Linked DNA regions of Mus musculus: all the other regions are linked to region 1. The links are chromatin contacts, called in public HiChIP or PLAC-seq and promoter capture Hi-C maps. All regions are on one chromosome and are shown on one strand. Each heading gives the region's core, a stretch centred on a gene start, on an enhancer-like site or on the middle of the called end of the contact. The rest is flanking DNA. Distances are from core to core; before and after follow the strand shown. Region 1 holds the start of Tmem189 (transmembrane protein 189). Region 2 holds the start of Znfx1 (zinc finger, NFX1-type containing 1). Region 3 holds the start of Adnp (activity-dependent neuroprotective protein). Region 4 holds the start of Dpm1 (dolichol-phosphate (beta-D) mannosyltransferase 1).

Region 1 (3,676 bases), core at 272-2,771:
GGGCTACACAGAGAAACCCCTGTCTCGAAAAAACAAACAAAAGACAAAGAAAAAAAAAAAAAAAACTACTGCCGAGCTGGAACCCTTGAGATTGCTCCCCTGGACTTGCACGGTTGAAGGAACAAGCCAACCAACGCCCAAGTGTTGCCCTTTGACCACACATGGACACTCAAGAACACACATGCACACAAAACAACAAAAAAACTACAGAAAGAGACTTCCCTGGTCATTTCCAGCAAATCTCAGAGACTCTGCATAGGGCCAAGCTGGTGCTCTGTGAATTGAATAACGGTGAGAGAGAGTTAGTTCTGACTACCCGTCTTGTCTGTCAATCAGGATGTCCTGGCCTCTGGGATCTCCAGCCCTAATCTGCAACCCTAGCCTTCTTGCTAACAGGCGCAGTTTGGGAGGGTCTGAGACCCAGCACCTGCCACAGCAAGTTCAGCAGAACCCCTGACACCCCAAATCTAATCGCGCAGTTAATACAAGTGCCAGGCTGTCACCTTCATCGGAACAGGAAGGACTTGGGCTACAGCCTGACGCGGCCATCCGAGTGGCTCTTCCTTTGAGTAGACGTAAGGAGACAGAGAAGGAGCTTGGAACGGACAGAGACCACCCAGGAAAGGAGCACTGAGGGAAGAGGAGATAGCCTGGGGAGGCTGGCAGCTGAGAAATATGAAGCTTAAATCTTAGAGAAGAACGAAGATGGAGCCTTGGAAAAATTCTTCAGATCTTAAGTTCCCTCTGCGGGCCCCAGGCACCTCTCAGTCTTGCAGCCCCAGGGTGGACGCTGTTTATCATCCCTTAAGGACTTTACATAAGCCTTTAGCTCTCTTAATGCTAATGCCTTAAAGACAGAAGCACGTTCTCTGACCCGGAATTCATTCAACCTCTCCTAAAATCTGTCAGCTGTTGGCCCAGGCAGAGTCCCTGCCCTCAGGGGCTCCTTTCCTGATAGAGAGACAGTTACTCCTGACAAGCTCTGAGTAGCGTGAGGGTGATGTCACAGTGACCAGAGGAGGGGGCACCCCAGCAGGTGGTCACGAGCGGCCTCTCAGAAGGCAATATTACTTCTTATGTTCCGTGATTGAGTCTTGCAATGTAGCTCAGGCTGGCCTCGAACGCGAGACACTCCTGGGTAGTGAAATGAAACCTAGCGCGTGCAGCCGATGTGCTGCCCCGTCCAGCAGCTTCCTAGCGAATGCACGATCTGCAGTAGCCATGCACTCCGTAGGCGCTTCGCAGCGCGTACTCCCTGCCTCCAGCGCGGTACGCGAGTTCGCGGGGCGCAGCGGGGACGCGCACATCCACCCTGCCTTCCGCGTCCAGCTGCGTCCAGCTGCGACCCCGCCCCCCGGCGCCGCGGTTGGCTGAGGCCCGAAGGCCTGCGATTGGCCGGGCGCGGCGCGGGCGCGGGCTCCGATTGGCTGTGACGCGGGGCCCCGCCGACGCCCCGCCCCGGCCGCCGCGCCCCGCGCCGGCCGGTCATTGGGCGGCGTGATATCGCCGCGGTTCCGCGGCCGCCGCCGCTGCAGGCAGAGCGCAGCGGGCGGGCCGGGCGACGGGCCATGGCGGGCGCCGAGGACGCGCCGGGCCGGCAGCCGGAGCTGGACGAGGACGAGACGGCGGAGGGCCGGCGCTGGGGCGCACAGCACGCGGGAGCCCGTGAGCTGGCGGCGCTTTACTCGCCAGGTAGGACGGATGGAGGGCCTGCGATCTGATGGGTGCTCGGCGCCGGGCCCGCCCCGACCGAACCCCAGGCGGTCCGAACACCTGGACCCTAACCCATCTGAGCCCTCTGGATCCGAACCTTAGCCCATTCGAAGTCCCCGGATTCGAACCCTAACCCATCCTGAGTCCACGGATTAGAACCCCAACCTATTCGAACCTCACTTCGACCCAACCCGTCCGAACCCCCACGAATCCAAACCCCAGCCCATCCGAAATGCCGAGATCTGAACTCTACCCAGATCCGAACTCCAGCAGCCCATTTGGACGCCCTTGGATCCGAACCGCACTCCATCCGAACCCTAGCCCCATCCTAACCCTGCCCCCAATCTAATCCCAGCTTCCACCCAAAGCGGAACTCCAGGGCTTCCAACTTTGCAAAGAGCACCCCTAGATCTTGGGACCCTAACTAAACCCCTTCCTACTCCGAGCCGTGAGGCTTTGGGGTTGCAGAGATTTAGGAACAGCCCCAATGCACCTGCGCATCCAGAGTCCTAGCCCCAGGGCACCTTGGGCAGTTTAGGAACCCCACCCTGGCCTGCCTTGTCTTCCTAAATCCCAGTCCAAGGCTTCCGGTTCTCAGGCAGCGCGAAGCCTTAGACATCTCAGTCGCAGGCACTGCCCTTAGCCACCTAAACTCACACGCAGTCCTAGGACCCCCACGTTACGAGTCTACACTCTGTGCGTTTTTTCCAAGACCGTGGGTTGCAAACTAACCCCCCTTCTGGGACTAACAGTTCTCTAGCCTCTAGGGCCCCGATTTGGATTTCAGCTGCAAAATATCCCAGGCGCTCTTCCCATAAGCTCCATCATGGTCCCTGCTTCAGTAGCTGCAGTGAACTTATCCCCTCCCCCTCCCATTGGGACCGGCAGCCCTCACCTCTTACTGGTAGATTCTCGGCAGCGATTCAGACCCTATTGAGTCTGGCTCTGTCCTCTCCCACACCCACACACTAGCTGCCCATTAGGACTTTGTGGGATACACTTATCACCACCCGGAGCCCCTTTCCCTGGCTCCACCCCTTCCCCCAAAGCCAGGTCCCCTCTCTGGTTTCTTTGCTTCTTGACATGCTCTTATCCTAACTGGCACTGGCTCCAACCCGCTCTCAGGGAGCCTCAGCAATCTCACTGCCTGGCTGGGTATCCCCAGGGGTTGCGGAAATGCCTGTGCATCCAGGGTCAGATGACAGCCAGCCTTGAGGCCCCTCAGCCAGGGTAGAGTCTCCAGGAGTTGGCTTTGTTATTCAACATTCTATCCGCTCCCTTGGCTGGGCAGCTACAGGGCACACAGCCCTGGCCTGGGTGGGGCTGAGGCCACTACCCCCTTGGCTCCCTGCCCTGGCTGGCATGCGATTGATGCTTTTTCAGCGCTAAGTGGCACGTGACATAGGACCATTTGCTTTTTCTCTTTGGGTCCTAGGTCAGTGAGGATTGGCCTCGCCTTAGGTTTCCAGTCTGTATGTTTGGTTTTCCACTTGTCTTGGGTGTTTGGTCTGTTCGGCTGGGTCCTTGACCCACACACCCGAACACCCAGCCTCAGGACCCGAGTTCTCCTTGAGGGAGGCTGGTGGCGTTAGCTGGATGGCCTGGGTGGTGCCTCTTCTCCTGATCACTCGCTGTAATGATACACACTGTGTGGCTCTAGGCCTTGTGTACAGTAGGCGGCCCCTGTGATTCACCTGGCCAGCCGCCCTTCTCTGAACTTGAAGCGAGCTTGGTCTTGCTGGTCCTCAGGCATATAGCCTGGGAGTTGGAAATGGAGAAGAAGGGATTCATAGTGTGTGGCTGTGCTGTCCTCACAGCCCCCTTCCTACTGGCCCCAATCTTTCCTCTTGCTTTCCCCTGGGGTCCACCTCTTGCCCCTCCTTTATGATCAGGTATCAGTTCCTGAAGAGCAGCCACACAGCTTCAGACAGCCTCCTGGGGCCTTTCCTAACCCAGAGAGGGA
Region 2 (3,945 bases), core at 965-3,464, 600 kb after region 1:
AAACCACTCACCAATGCTCGCCTCAGGAGTTCACGCTCCATTCAAAGCCCGGTTTTGTCTGTCAGCAAACCTGAGATAAAATGCAGAAATAACCTGTCAACTACCTGAGCGCCAAGGGCACAGCAGCAGTGGGTACTGTCAGGCAGGCATGTCAGACATACTGGCTTAAAAGAATGTGATCAACATGGTCGATCTGATGGGGAAAAAAGTTGTGTCATCACACATGCCTGTCTGTGGGAGGCTGCTGAGCCTGATCCCAAGGGCTAGGTAGACAGCTACTTAGGACTACATCTCCTTTACAGGAGACAGCTGTAATACCAGTGTCTCCAATTATTAGCTAAAGGAATGGGACTTGCTGAGATAATCACAATCGCCTTGGAAAGTTTCAACATTATGTACCAGGAGGCCTCACGTATGACCTGAGGCGCCCATGACTCCAGCACCAAACCCTAAATGCAACTGTCTCACATATACAACTCTGACTGGCACTGTCCACTTGCAAATGATATGACAATTGTTCAGACATAGCACCCTTCAGTCTCTAGGCTTGCCTCAATTTAAGTCAACTTGCCTGGGCCTACTTTTTTTTTTTTTTTTTAAAGATTTATTTATTTATTATTATATGTAAGTACACTGTAGCTGTCCTCAGACACTCCAGAAGAGGGAGTCAGATCTCGTTAAGGATGGTTGTGAGCCACCATGTGGTTGCTGGGATTTGAACTCTGGACCTTCGGAAGAGCAGTCGGGTGCTCTTACCCACTGAGCCATCTCTCCAGCCCGGGCCTACTTTTTTTAAGAGTAAGATTTATTCATATATTTTATGCACGAGTACACCACCATTGTTCTCTTCAGAGACACCATAAGAGGGCACCAGACCCCATTATAGATGGTTGTGAGCCACCATGTGGTTGCTAGAAATTTAACTCAGGACCCCTCGAAAGAGCCATCAGTGCTCTTAACTGCTAAGCCATTTCTCGGGCCTACTTGATTTAGGGCATATTCACATTTTTATCTGAGTGGGTCAGGGTGGATATCAGAATACAGTAATGGAGGATAGCCATTGTCACATCTTGAAAAGCACTAGCCTGCAAATACTTTAGCAGACATGTTTCATTGCCTTTCTAAATACCACGCATATACAAAAGAAATCTCAACCCGGCTCAGACACTGCACCCACAAACTGCTGAATGCTCCCATATCAACAGCCAAGAAAATGTGTTACAGACTAATCTCAATGGGACCATTTTCTTAATCAGTCCTTTTCTCAGGCAGTTCTACCAGGACACTTTAAATAACAACAGGGCTCTGCATCTCCTGTGTCAGTATGTACAGATACACAATTAAAAGACTTTAGTATACTTTGATAATAAGGCTCAATCCTCGGGGCTTTTAAAACAACGAACCTCAGCAGTAACTCTTGCATCAAATTCCCTATCACTGCCCACTTAAAGGCTCTTCAAAGCACGTGATTGCCACTTTAGGCCACTAGACGAATGCATACCTTAAGACTTTCAGATGGTAGGTGAGTTCTCATCTCCCTCGATGCCCTTCTCTCCCTCCAACCTCCATGCTGTCCTGCTTGGTCAGGTCAACCTACAAAACAAAAGCGTCCATCACCACCTATATCCTCGACCAGGAACAAAGAAGACCAGGGTCCTCGAAGGCTGGTGTTTATCAGGACAAACTGGCAAATGTTTTAAAACATCAGCACTGTCGATATGACGGGGAAAAAAGTGAGTTCATCATTTACACCAGCAAAAAGCTTCCCAGGCCAAAGCAGAAGGCGTCTTTTCCACTTGAATCACGTCTTCGAAGGTCAACCTGGGGATCGCGCTCCATAAGCAACACTTGGAGACTAGGAGCGGTTACAGCGACTAAACTTGATAAGAGGTTAACAAAAAAAAAACTTGTGCTGTGTGGACTCAACTCACCATCTGCAAGTTAACCCCGGAGGGACGAGACATATCGGGAACAAAGCAAACGCTCTAGGAGCCGCCGGAACGAAAGGACGAGAGCGGCGGCGAACCTTCCTTATATAGACCTTGGCGGCGCGTGCGCCTGCGCACTGTGCCCATGGCGCGTCGCTTCCGGGCGCGACCGCTTGGCGTCCTGGGAAATGTAGTCCCCGAGCCGCCCGGCCCCAGCTAGCTAATGGTTGTCCAGCCAGTGTCTAGCCCCTCCCCGTGCTCACTGGGCCTCCGGGGCTTCTCGGCTTCCGCGCCATGTCGCGCTTGGCACGCACGAGCCGCCCGCCGCGTCCCCCTGGCTCCGGGGCCAGCCGAGACCTGCGGCCGCCCGGGGCGCAGTCAACCCGCCCCCCGCCGCGCCCTCCCCTCCGCCGCGCCCGCGGGGAGCCGCCAGTCCAGCCGCCGCCGCTACCGCGGGCGCTGAGGCGACGCCGCCCTTCCGCCCGCCCCGAGGGCGGGGGCGCAGGCGAGCCCGGCCTCTCGCTGGAGCCCGCGGCACCGCCTCCTCGTCCTGCGCGGCCTCCTCTTCCTCCGGGCCGCCCACTAGGCTACTCGCCCCGCCCAGGGGCTGCAGGGACTGGAAACCGAAAGTTCGCGGTGCCGGGCGGGGCCGCGACCTGCCAGGGCCGGGGCTGAGCTCTAGCCCTGCGGAGGACGCGCCCGAGCCGGTGAGTGGCCTCCGCCCTATCACGCACCTGCTTCTGCGGCGCTGCGACCGCCGGCGTCCCGCTCTGCCTCCGGCCGGGTGTCAGGTTAGCCTTGGAGTCCCTATCTGCCCCACTCAGCGCCCCCACCACCCCCGGAGTCCCTGTCCCCTTCCCTCAGTTCTCCTATAGTCCCCAGAGTCCATGTCCCCTTCCCTTAGTTTTCCTATAGCCTCCAGAGTCCCTGTCCCTTTCCCTCAGTTTCCCTATACCCCCGGAGTCCCTGTCCCCTTCCCTCAATTATCCTGTAGCCTCCGGAGTCCCTGTCCTCTTCCCTCAATTATCCTGTAGCCTCCGGAGTCCCTGTTCTCTTTCTCTCAGCCCCCCCTATAGTCCCCGAAGTCCCTGTCTGCTTCTTCAGTTTCCCTATAGCCCCCAGAGTCCCTGCCCCTTTCTCTTAGTTTCCCTATAGCCCCCAGAGTCCCTCAGTTCCCCTATCATCTCCGGAGTATTTGGAATCTCCCATCACCCCTAGGATCTTTTTCCACTCCTTACCACCCCCAGAGTCCTGTCCTCCCACCTCCACCGTCACCCTCCATCGTTCCCTGAGTTAAGTCTACCTGGTTATCAGCAGCCCCATTTCCCAGTCCCTGTTTCCTCTCCTCAGCAGCCCCATCACCCCTAAATCCCTGTTCCCTTCCATTAGCCTCACCATCACTCCCCAGAGTCCCTGTCTCCTCTCCTTAGCAGCCCCCATCACCTCCAGAGTCGGTGTCTCCTCCCTCAGTACCCAGCGTATCCTGAGCCGCGGGCACTGCCATTACCTGCTTCGACTCTCTTCAGTTCATCTGTCACCACCCTGATCACACCCCACCTCTAGTGCCCCTTCATCTCAGCACCCAGTCATCCCCTGTGCGTAGTTGTCCTGCCTCTGCTCCCGGTCCCTGGAGCCCCACTCTCTCCATTTCTCACCTATTGCTATACCCACTTGTTCCACAACCACCCTGGGCTCCCCATCCCTAGGCCCTGCCCTACCTCTGAGTCCCCCCCAGATCTCTCCTGCTTTCTGTAACCTTACAGTGTTTCTCTGAGGGATGTATGGTGTGGCGACTTCTCTCGGGACTTGAAATTTACCTAGCTACAACCCAGCTGCCACCTCTTGCTCCATCCTCTTTCATCTTACCCTGTAATTAGAAGTCTCTAAATGTTATCCCTGCAACAGCTTAACCATTGCTGATCTGGTGCCCTCCCTGCCTTGCTTGCCCTCCCTGCCTTACTTGCCCTCCCCGCCTGCTCCTGCCACTCTTCCCTCGCCTTCTCTAGCACTTATTTGC
Region 3 (4,037 bases), core at 1,051-3,550, 550 kb before region 1:
CCTTCATCTCTCAAGTGTGAGGACTGTGGTGTGCATCATCATACACCCCAACCTGTATACTTGTTTCCCACCTTACTTGGGCTGCTAAAGAAATTGAAAGTCTTAAATGTTCACTTCCTTTTTCTAGCTGATTGTAACAAGAACAAACGTGAGCTACACCTTCACTTTGTTTTGAGCATGAAAGCCTTGCCATGTAGTCACATAGCTGGGCCCACAGTGCATATTCCAATAAGAACTACTGTTGTTGTGTTCCCCTTTGCCAAAACTTGTCGCACATCCATGGGGAAGTGACTTGTTTCATCCTTAATAACTAGAATATTTATTAGTGTTCAATTAAATTTTGTTTTAAGCCAAAGTCATAGGACTATAATGTTATCGAATTGTTTTTTGAGTGCTGAGAAATCTATCTTGAAACAAGGCATTAGGTTTTCAGTATCAAGTACACAGAACAGAAGTTAAGCAGCGACCTCAGCAGGAGTCACTGTAGATACAGCATTGCTGCCTCACACCTCACTGGGGCAGAGAACTTTGGTCTTTTTCATTTTTCAGTACTTAGCCTGTGTAGAATTACTCTGTCACTACTGCCATCGCACAGGGTGTGTTTGAGCAGTAAACACCAGCATTCAGAAGCCATTTAGAGAAGAAGGTTGCCCAATTTTTTTTGTTTGTTTGTTTTTTGTTTTTCAAGACAGGGTTTCTCTGTATAGCCCTGGCTGTCCTGGAACTCACTTTGTAGACCAGGCTGGCCTCGTGGCCTCGAACTCAGAAATCCTCCTGCCTCTGCCTCTGCCTTTGCCTCCCGAGTGCTGGGATTAAAGGCATGCACCACTGCGCCCGGCTCAAGGTTGCCCAATTTTTATGCTGTATTTTTGTGCTAAATCTGGTGACATAAGCATGCACAGTTTTTTAAGTTCTCCGTCAGAATCCAGCACCTTTTATGCTACAAAGTGAAGCACTGCTGCAATGCAGATGTTCTTCATACCTGTGCTATCACTGCATGAAACCCAGTGTCTGAGGAGAACAGTAGAGATGAATTCACACAGCCTGCCTGTCTTCTGCATTGTGTGCTTCCCCATCTCTACTCCTTGATGAAAGGCCTTAGCCTCAGCCCCACCTCCTTTTAAATAGTTTCTATTCCTTGTTTTACATTGTTGAGCTATTGATTAGGGGTTTAAATATATGTTCTAATAATTGCAAAAAATAAATGTTAGGTGGAAGTTTGTTCAACTTCCCAACCAAACCCTTAGACACTGAGCTGTCTGTATATATAGTCTGATTCTTTCAAAATTTGCAACTTTGTAGAGACCTCATGTTGGGGGAGGGGTGGCCAATCCTTCACAACTGCACTTGCTACTTTGTAGAGCTTTTAGCCATCCTTATCTACGGTAGGGTAACTACTGTTCCTTTAAAGTGGACCGAGGCTGTTGATGTTGACATGGTATGTTGGTTGGGGATGATCCAAAGTTACAAAGCCAACAGTGCAGGTGCTGTCACATACCAGAATTGTGGGTGAGTGCCAGACCGTTTTCATCCTTAGCCATTGACAATCCAATGGCCTCAACTCTACAAATCCCACTTTTTTTTTCCTTGAGTCAATGGTAAGTGGCCATCTGATGACTTGAAGGAATGACTTGAGTCCAAGGAACAGCAGAAGTGAAAAGCTGAGTCCCTGTCTATCCCATACCAGTTCACTAGAAGAGCTGACATGGCCTCAGAGCTGTGTCATCTCAAAAAATGGGAGGAACACGAGGGCATCACACCTCATTAAAGGCAGGAGGCAGCAGGCTCAACCCTTGGCTTTGCCTCCAGCTTGGGAGAGCTGACTCTGAGCACGTGGGCCTTGGGCAGCCCCAGGCGCCCTCCTGCCAGATGTAGTTCAGGCCCAGATGGGCCCGCGCAGGGATCCCCAGTGCAGCCACCTGACTGACTGTCGAGGCGTGCTGCGGCCCGCTACTTCTGCCTCCGCCGGCGGCGCTGCGGTCAGAGGAAGGCACCCAGGAGCGCAGTGCGGCCATTATCCACGGCGCCTCCTAGTGGGGCAATGGCAAAGCCTCCACGTTCTCGCGAGAGCTCCCCTCAGTGGGGATTATATAATCTCACCCAGGAGAGGCTGGGGGGGGCTGGGGCCACCCTGCCATAAGGAAAGTGGGTGTCGCCGCAGCCGAGGACCGAAGAGCTCTCCCTTGGGGGGGGGTCGCCGAGTAGGGGGTCCATGGCCCCCGCCCCCCCCCAGCTGGACAATGAGTCCTCTTATGCTAATGAGTCGCTTACGTCACTTCCGCTCTTTCTCGGCCGCCATTTTGGCTAGGGCAGGTTCGGGGACTTGCTCTGAGGCGCTTGTATTGTCTGCTGAGGGGAGACGCGGGACCAGCCCCCTCCCCCGCCCGCCGCCGCCGCCGCCACCCGTCCGGTCTACCCGCCGCCGCCGGGACCCATGAGCTGAGCGCCCGCCCGCCGCCATCTTGGCCCCCTCCCCCTCCAGCCGCGCTCGCTCGGGGGGGATTTGGCGTCGCCTCAGCCACAGCTCCCTCTCTCGGTCTCCGCCGCCGAGGAGCCGCGCGGCCGTCGCCGCCCGCCTGCCCGCCCGCGACGGTGAAGCCGCGGCCCCACGCCCTCCGCCGCCCTCCGCCCCTCCTTTGTCTGCACTGCCCGCGCCGCCGCCCGCCGCTCTGCTGCGCCCGCCGCGCCCCCCGGCAGCAGCCGCGGCCGCGGCTCGAGCCGGAGCCCGAGCGCGACGAGGCCCCGGGCGCGTCCTCGCCGCCATCGCCGTGCCGCCGTCCACCCGCCGCCGTGCTCTAGAGCACGCCGGCCCCGCGCACGCCTCGAGGCCGAGCCAAGGTAAGCCCCGCGGCCCTGCCCGCCGCCGATCCCGGGCGCGGTCATTGTGCTCGGCGTGCACACACCGCCTCGAACCCCAGTCGGCCGCAGCCCTCCTGCAGCCCGATCCCCTTCTCCGCCCCGCGGGGCTGCCGGCCGGCCACCATGGGCTTTTGCGGCTAGTGGCATCTTCCCGCACCCACCCCGCCCCCAGCCGAACCCCGCTCGCTCTCTCGTCCTCAGAACTAATCCCCTCCCGCCCTCCCCCAGTCCCCGGAACCAGCCTTCTGCCAGGTCTGCCCACCCTAGGCTTGGAAAGGGGGGAAAGGCCTGGGGGGCGGGGAGCGTGCATGGCAGAGGGTGAAAGTCTTTGCCTCCCCAACAACATGCCAGTTTCCCTCCCATCCTAACCACCACAGCCCCTCACCGGCCCTGCTTTCAATCTGGGCTACCTGGTCAGCACTCCCTCTTTAGAGCTTTCTGATCAACTTTGCAGTCAGAAAATGGAAATCCAGAAAGCCGCGGAAAGAATTTTTTTCGAATGCAATGAATGGGGAGTAGTTCTTTGAGCACCCTCTTATTCGCCTCTTCTTTCCTCTGAGCTGCCTGTCCTTCTCCTCCCTTCCCCACCCTACCCCCAACCTGGATGCCTGTCTGCTAGAAAAGGCGCGATTGCTTCTCTTCTTCTCTCCAAGAAGTCTAATACTCATTTTAGTCTCACTCCCTGCCACACACCCCAAGTGTCTTCTCAGTGTTCTTCCAGTCACCAGGTCCTCTGGACAGTTCTTGTCATAACCCCATTTCACAGACAAAGGCTTAGGAGGGAAAAAGAACCAAACTGTTTCCTGTGTTAGCCATTTTAATGCTGTCCAGCCCCAAACGCCCAGTTCCCATCCCTGATGCTTCTTGTGCCTGTATCTTGAACCTTCACAATGGGATGTGTGTCGGGGGGTGTCTCTTGGATAGCTTTGTGCAGTTTCTTTATAAATCTGCATTGTTGCTTCTGGTTTATGGTCATGGAGAAAATACCAGCCCCCACCCAAAAGGCACTGCAGCCAAGTCGGTTAAAGGCACTGAGTGTGGGAGTCAGTAGGGGGCGCATTCCCTGCACTGGGTAAGGCTGCAGAGGGGGGAAGGGCCCCAGAACTAGAACAGGATGTGCTAAACAGCGCCTTCTACAGACCATGGGAAAATGGGTCCAGCAAGACTTGCACTGGGTG
Region 4 (4,081 bases), core at 157-2,656, 570 kb before region 1:
CCGCATCCCTGCGTTCCAACTGACTCAAAGGGATGTGGAGAGAGTGCGGCAGGCGACAGATGTCCACCTCTACTTGAGGCCGGACGTCCAGCAACACATGGGGCGCCCCGGAATCCAGAAGCCGCTTGTAGTCGGTCACAGAAATCCGCTCCTCGGGGCACAGCAGCTTCAGGGCGCGGCACTTGTCGGTGGCCGAGGAGCCGCAGAAGGCCTCGTAGTCCTGCAGGCGGGTCACGGTGGGCTGCTGCCCGCACACGACGCAGTCAGGCCGGCGGCGCCGCAGCCGGATCCGGCGGAAGTGGCCCCCGAGGCCGTCGAAGAGCAGCATGCTGCCGCTGTAGGAGGAGCCGAGGCCGGCGGCGATCTTGAGCACCTCGAGGGCCTGCGCGCAGCCTAGCACGCCGGGCACCGCTCCGAGCACGCCGCCGTCTGCACAGTTGGTCACTGTCTCCGGCGGGGGCGGCCGCGGGAACACGCAGCGGTAGCACGGCCCGCCGTCGTGGTGGTAGACGGTCATCTGGCCCTCGAAGCGCAGCGCGCTGGCCGACACTAGCGGCCGGCCGGCCAGCACGCACGCGTCGTTCACCAGGTAGCGCGTGGGCACGTTGTCGCAGCAGTCTGCCACCACGTCGTAGCCGCGGACCAGGTCGAGCGCCCAGTCCTCGGCGAGCGCGCGCGGGTACGCCACGCACTCCACCGCCGAGTTGAGACGGCGCAGCGCCGCGGCCGCCGAGCGAGCCTTGCTCTCGCCGGCCTGCGCCTCCCCGTGCAGGACCTGGCGGGCCAGGTTGCTCGTCTCCACCACGTCGTGGTCCACCAGCCCCAGCCTGCCTACGCCGGCCGCCGCCAGGTACTGCGCCAGCGGGCAGCCCAGCCCGCCGCAGCCCACCACGAGCACCGCCGCCGCCGCCAGGCGCAGCTGCCCGCGCACGCCCAGCTCCGGCAGCAGTAGCTGGCGGCTGTAGCGGAGGATCTCGTCCCGCGACAGCGCGGCCCGGGGCGCCAGCGGCGGCGGCGGGACCCGGAGCGGACGCTCGGGCTCCGGCTCGGCTGTCAGGGCCGCGGCCAGCCTCCGCTTGAGCGAAGCTAGCTCTTCCTCCCGCCGGGTGATTTCAGCCTGTAAGGCAGCTACGTCCTCCGGGGCAGCCATGACAGCCTCTTCCGGAAAGAGCCGGGAAGGGACTTCCGTTTCCGGTTGCCTGTCTCTTAGCGACTGGAAAACGAAGACGCTTCCTGGCCCTTGAAAGTGAAACGAATGGGTTTTTATCCGGGGAAGCCGTCACGATTGGCTTGAAACGGTCACCATATCTGGAAGTTTCCCGGGGACCACACTGGGACGTCGGAGCGCCGAGCCTCCCCCATGCTCCGAGATTTGGTACGGCCCGTGTCGGATGACGTAAGTCCGCTTCCGGCGCCTCTCGCAGAGCCGTCATGGCTTCCACGGGGGCGAGTCGCAGTCTTGCTGCGTCTCCGCGGCCGCCGCAGGGCCGCTCCTCGCGACAGGACAAGTACTCGGTGCTGTTGCCCACCTACAACGAACGGGAGAACCTGCCGCTCATCGTGTGGCTGCTGGTGAAGAGCTTCTCCGAGAGGTAGAAGGGGCTTCTCGCGCGGGGGCCGGGAGCCGGCCGCGGGCTGCAGGTCGGCGGTTGGCTGCGCGAGGAGACCCCCGGAGGCCCGGTCTCCGCTCCCTCCCGAGCCTGCTCGCGGCTTTCCCCAGCGGGGAGAACCGAGGAGCACAGCCCCGCGTCTTTCTCCTTCCTGCTCAGGTCTCTAGCGAGTCCGGTGTCTATCTGTTGACAGATCGCGCTGGCCTGCGTCCCCGGCCTGTTCTCTCTAAAGGGCTAACTTAACTTCTTTTTGACTTCGGGGCGAGGAGGTATGACCTCATACCTCTGGGCGGTCAGGATCCGCCGCCGGAGCCGGGAGTCCCGAGCCAGCGTTCTCCCCATCGCCTTGGGGCCGAGCGCTTACGTAAGCTTGTTGTTTGCGCTGTCAGAGAACTGCTGATGAGCTGGCAGGGAGCGAGCATCTTCGCCGAGTTTGATTAGGAACCCGGGCTTATTTGTGTGTTGTTTTGAAAAACACGGGGCCTTTCGCTTTGTTAGGCAGAGCCCTAGCTCTTAGGAACAAGAATTTTGATAGTGAAAGTGTTACGCATTTAAGAAAAAAAAAAAAAGGTCTCCGAACTAAACAGTAAATAAAATGCCTCCTGATGGCAGTGGCAGGACGGAGTCAGTACTTTACGGCCAGATGAGTGTCATGCTGTGATGATCATGGGCGATCTTTTACTGTCAACCTACAGAACGGGATTTTGCAGGAGTAGGATGGCGTAGCAGTGCGCTGTTTTAGACAGTGCGTCAGAAGAACACAGATTGTTTCCAGAGCTTTTTGTTTGTTGGTTGGCTTTTGCTTCTCAAACGACAATGAGGACGCTGTGCCCATATTTTCTAATAGCAAGAAAAAAATACTTGATCCCAAGCTATGCACTACAAGGGATACGTTTGCAAACGAGTTGTACCAAGTCCGAGGGCAGCTAGGGCTATATTAGCAGCCTCTGTCTCAGAAAAACAAAATACTTGGTACATAGTTCCTCTTTCTAGAAAGCACAACCTTACCGTACTGATTTGTAAAAGCCTTAGTCTGCATGGTTTGATTGGTTGAGGCAAGGTCAAAACTATGTAGCCCTGACTGGCCTGGAATTCAGATGCTGGTCTCTGCCTTCCAGGTGCTGAGATTAAAGGCGTGCACCACCACCACCACCACCCGGTTTAGGATTGCTGTTTTGGTTGCATCTGAATAAAAATCAGTTTCTATATGGTGGCCCTGTGATGTGTGGTGCGAGCATCCTTTTTCTTTATGTTTTATTTTTATTTTTTTAAGATTTATTTATTTTGTGTGAGCACACTGTAGTTCTCTTCAGACACACCAGAAGAGGACACCAGATCCCATTACAAATGGCTGTGAGCCACCATGTGGTTGCTGGGAATTGAACGCAGGACCTCTAGAAGAGCAGTTAGTGCTCTGAGCCATCTCTCCAGCCCAGGTTTTATCTTTAAATTGGCTCTGCCAGATTTTTCCAGATGTTTTAATGAGCTCTAGTTTTATATGCTAGTGTCTCTGCTCTGTTTAATTTATGAGTCCAACACCCCCGTCCCTAACCTTGGCACTCTACTTCCTTGCTCCCTCTCACGCTTTGTAACCAGGCTGGTCTGGAACACCCCAGCCTCCATCCTCAGCCTCTAAAGTTCTGGGCTATCTTTTTATTGAGTGATTTTGGGGATACTGGAGGGTGGAACTCTCCAGTGAGCTACATCCTGCAGTGGATGTTCTCCAATCAAAATGGAATTACCTTTTTCAAAATCAACATAATTTGTGTTTGGCCAAATTAAGTACCTATCCCATAGTTAGCGGGTCAGAAGGAAGCTGGTCACTGTCCCTGCTACTCTTGTGTTTTGGGGACAAGGTGCATGCAGGAACAAAAGCTGGCTGAGAACATCTGGTGCTTTGCTCATTCACTCTCCACTTTGGATTGTTTAAAACTGTTCTCTCTCGGCCTAGAGTGTCCCCTTAGGCTGGTGGATTCTTGAGTTTCTGTTATTTTAGGGGTTTCAAACCCCCACCTCCACCCCCACCTCCAGGACTGAAGGAATTACAGGAATGCCTAGTCATACCTATTCTTTTGGTTCCTGGGTTTCCAAATGCACTTTCTTGCTTGCATATCAGGCACTGTTACCACCGAACCAACTCCTCTTGTATCTATTCTTGAAGAATAGGCTGGGTTTTGTTTCCTTCCTGCCAGGTTTTCTGGGGCTAACGTATACCACTTTCAATAGTCTACCCTTCAGCACGAGTTTCCTGGGTGACTTCCTAGGTTCCACATTAAGGTCAGGAGGAAGGCGTTGCTTCCTTTTGCTTCCCCATGTACCTTATGATAAGGAGGTGGGGCATTATGGTGGTAGCGGGTGGGATTTTTTTCACCAGACAGTTACTTTGAATGGTGTTTAGAGTGGGAACTGGTGTGTGAATATAATGGGGAGCAAGTTTAAGAGTGAAACTCCGTCAGATAAATGCCAGCTTA

Evidence for each region. Promoter capture Hi-C pulls out the DNA fragments that hold promoters and counts their contacts. HiChIP or PLAC-seq counts read pairs in DNA pulled down with a chosen protein or histone mark.
Region 2: an H3K27ac HiChIP or PLAC-seq map of bone marrow-derived dendritic cells shows a contact between it and region 1, with 2.1 times the contacts expected there. The contact joins the promoter of Znfx1 here to the promoter of Tmem189 in region 1. A contact is called at or near these places in 2 of 39 promoter capture datasets (erythroid cells and liver), 2 of 115 datasets of contacts at active chromatin or transcription factors (bone marrow-derived dendritic cells and embryonic stem cells) and 1 of 9 other capture datasets (liver).
Region 3: an H3K27ac HiChIP or PLAC-seq map of stem cell-derived neural progenitor cells shows a contact between it and region 1, with 2.2 times the contacts expected there. The contact joins the promoter of Adnp here to the promoter of Tmem189 in region 1. A contact is called at or near these places in 5 of 39 promoter capture datasets (the 3T3-L1 cell line, cranial neural crest, hippocampal neurons and 1 more), 1 of 484 Hi-C or Micro-C datasets (cortical neurons) and 2 of 115 datasets of contacts at active chromatin or transcription factors (pancreatic cancer cells and stem cell-derived neural progenitor cells).
Region 4: a promoter capture Hi-C map of second pharyngeal arch cranial neural crest shows a contact between it and region 1. The contact joins the promoter of Dpm1 here to the promoter of Tmem189 in region 1. A contact is called at or near these places in 4 of 39 promoter capture datasets (cranial neural crest, hippocampal neurons, second pharyngeal arch cranial neural crest and 1 more) and 1 of 484 Hi-C or Micro-C datasets (cortical neurons).

The regions. Positions count from the first base shown.
Region 1 is chr2:167,659,389-167,663,064 of GRCm38.p6, reverse strand. It overlaps Tmem189 (transmembrane protein 189), which reads left to right and starts at 1,521. Exons shown (of 6, transcript NM_145538.2): 1 at 1,521-1,692. The coding sequence starts at 1,569.
Region 2 is chr2:167,061,284-167,065,228 of GRCm38.p6, reverse strand. Znfx1 (zinc finger, NFX1-type containing 1) reads left to right here and starts at 2,214. Exons shown (of 14, transcript NM_001033196.2): 1 at 2,214-2,719. It overlaps Zfas1 (zinc finger, NFX1-type containing 1, antisense RNA 1), which reads right to left and starts at 2,295. Exons shown (of 5, transcript NR_138563.1): 1 at 1,932-2,295; 2 at 1,502-1,593; 3 at 12-70. It overlaps LOC115486178 (a small nucleolar RNA gene), which reads right to left and starts at 1,756; the gene lies at 1,664-1,756. Gm23201 (a small nucleolar RNA gene) reads right to left here and starts at 231; the gene lies at 143-231.
Region 3 is chr2:168,205,375-168,209,411 of GRCm38.p6, reverse strand. Adnp (activity-dependent neuroprotective protein) reads left to right here and starts at 2,300. Exons shown (of 4, transcript NM_009628.3): 1 at 2,300-2,838. All of the region lies in intron 9 of Gm20716 (predicted gene 20716), which reads left to right. It overlaps Dpm1 (dolichol-phosphate (beta-D) mannosyltransferase 1), which reads left to right. Exons shown (of 9, transcript NM_010072.4): 9 at 1-364.
Region 4 is chr2:168,227,704-168,231,784 of GRCm38.p6, reverse strand. It overlaps Dpm1 (dolichol-phosphate (beta-D) mannosyltransferase 1), which reads left to right and starts at 1,406. Exons shown (of 9, transcript NM_010072.4): 1 at 1,406-1,592. The coding sequence starts at 1,432. Mocs3 (molybdenum cofactor synthesis 3) reads right to left here and starts at 1,163. Exons shown (of 1, transcript NM_001160330.1): 1 at 1-1,163. The coding sequence starts at 1,150. Gm20716 (predicted gene 20716) reads left to right here and starts at 1,406. Exons shown (of 12, transcript NR_132310.1): 1 at 1,406-1,592.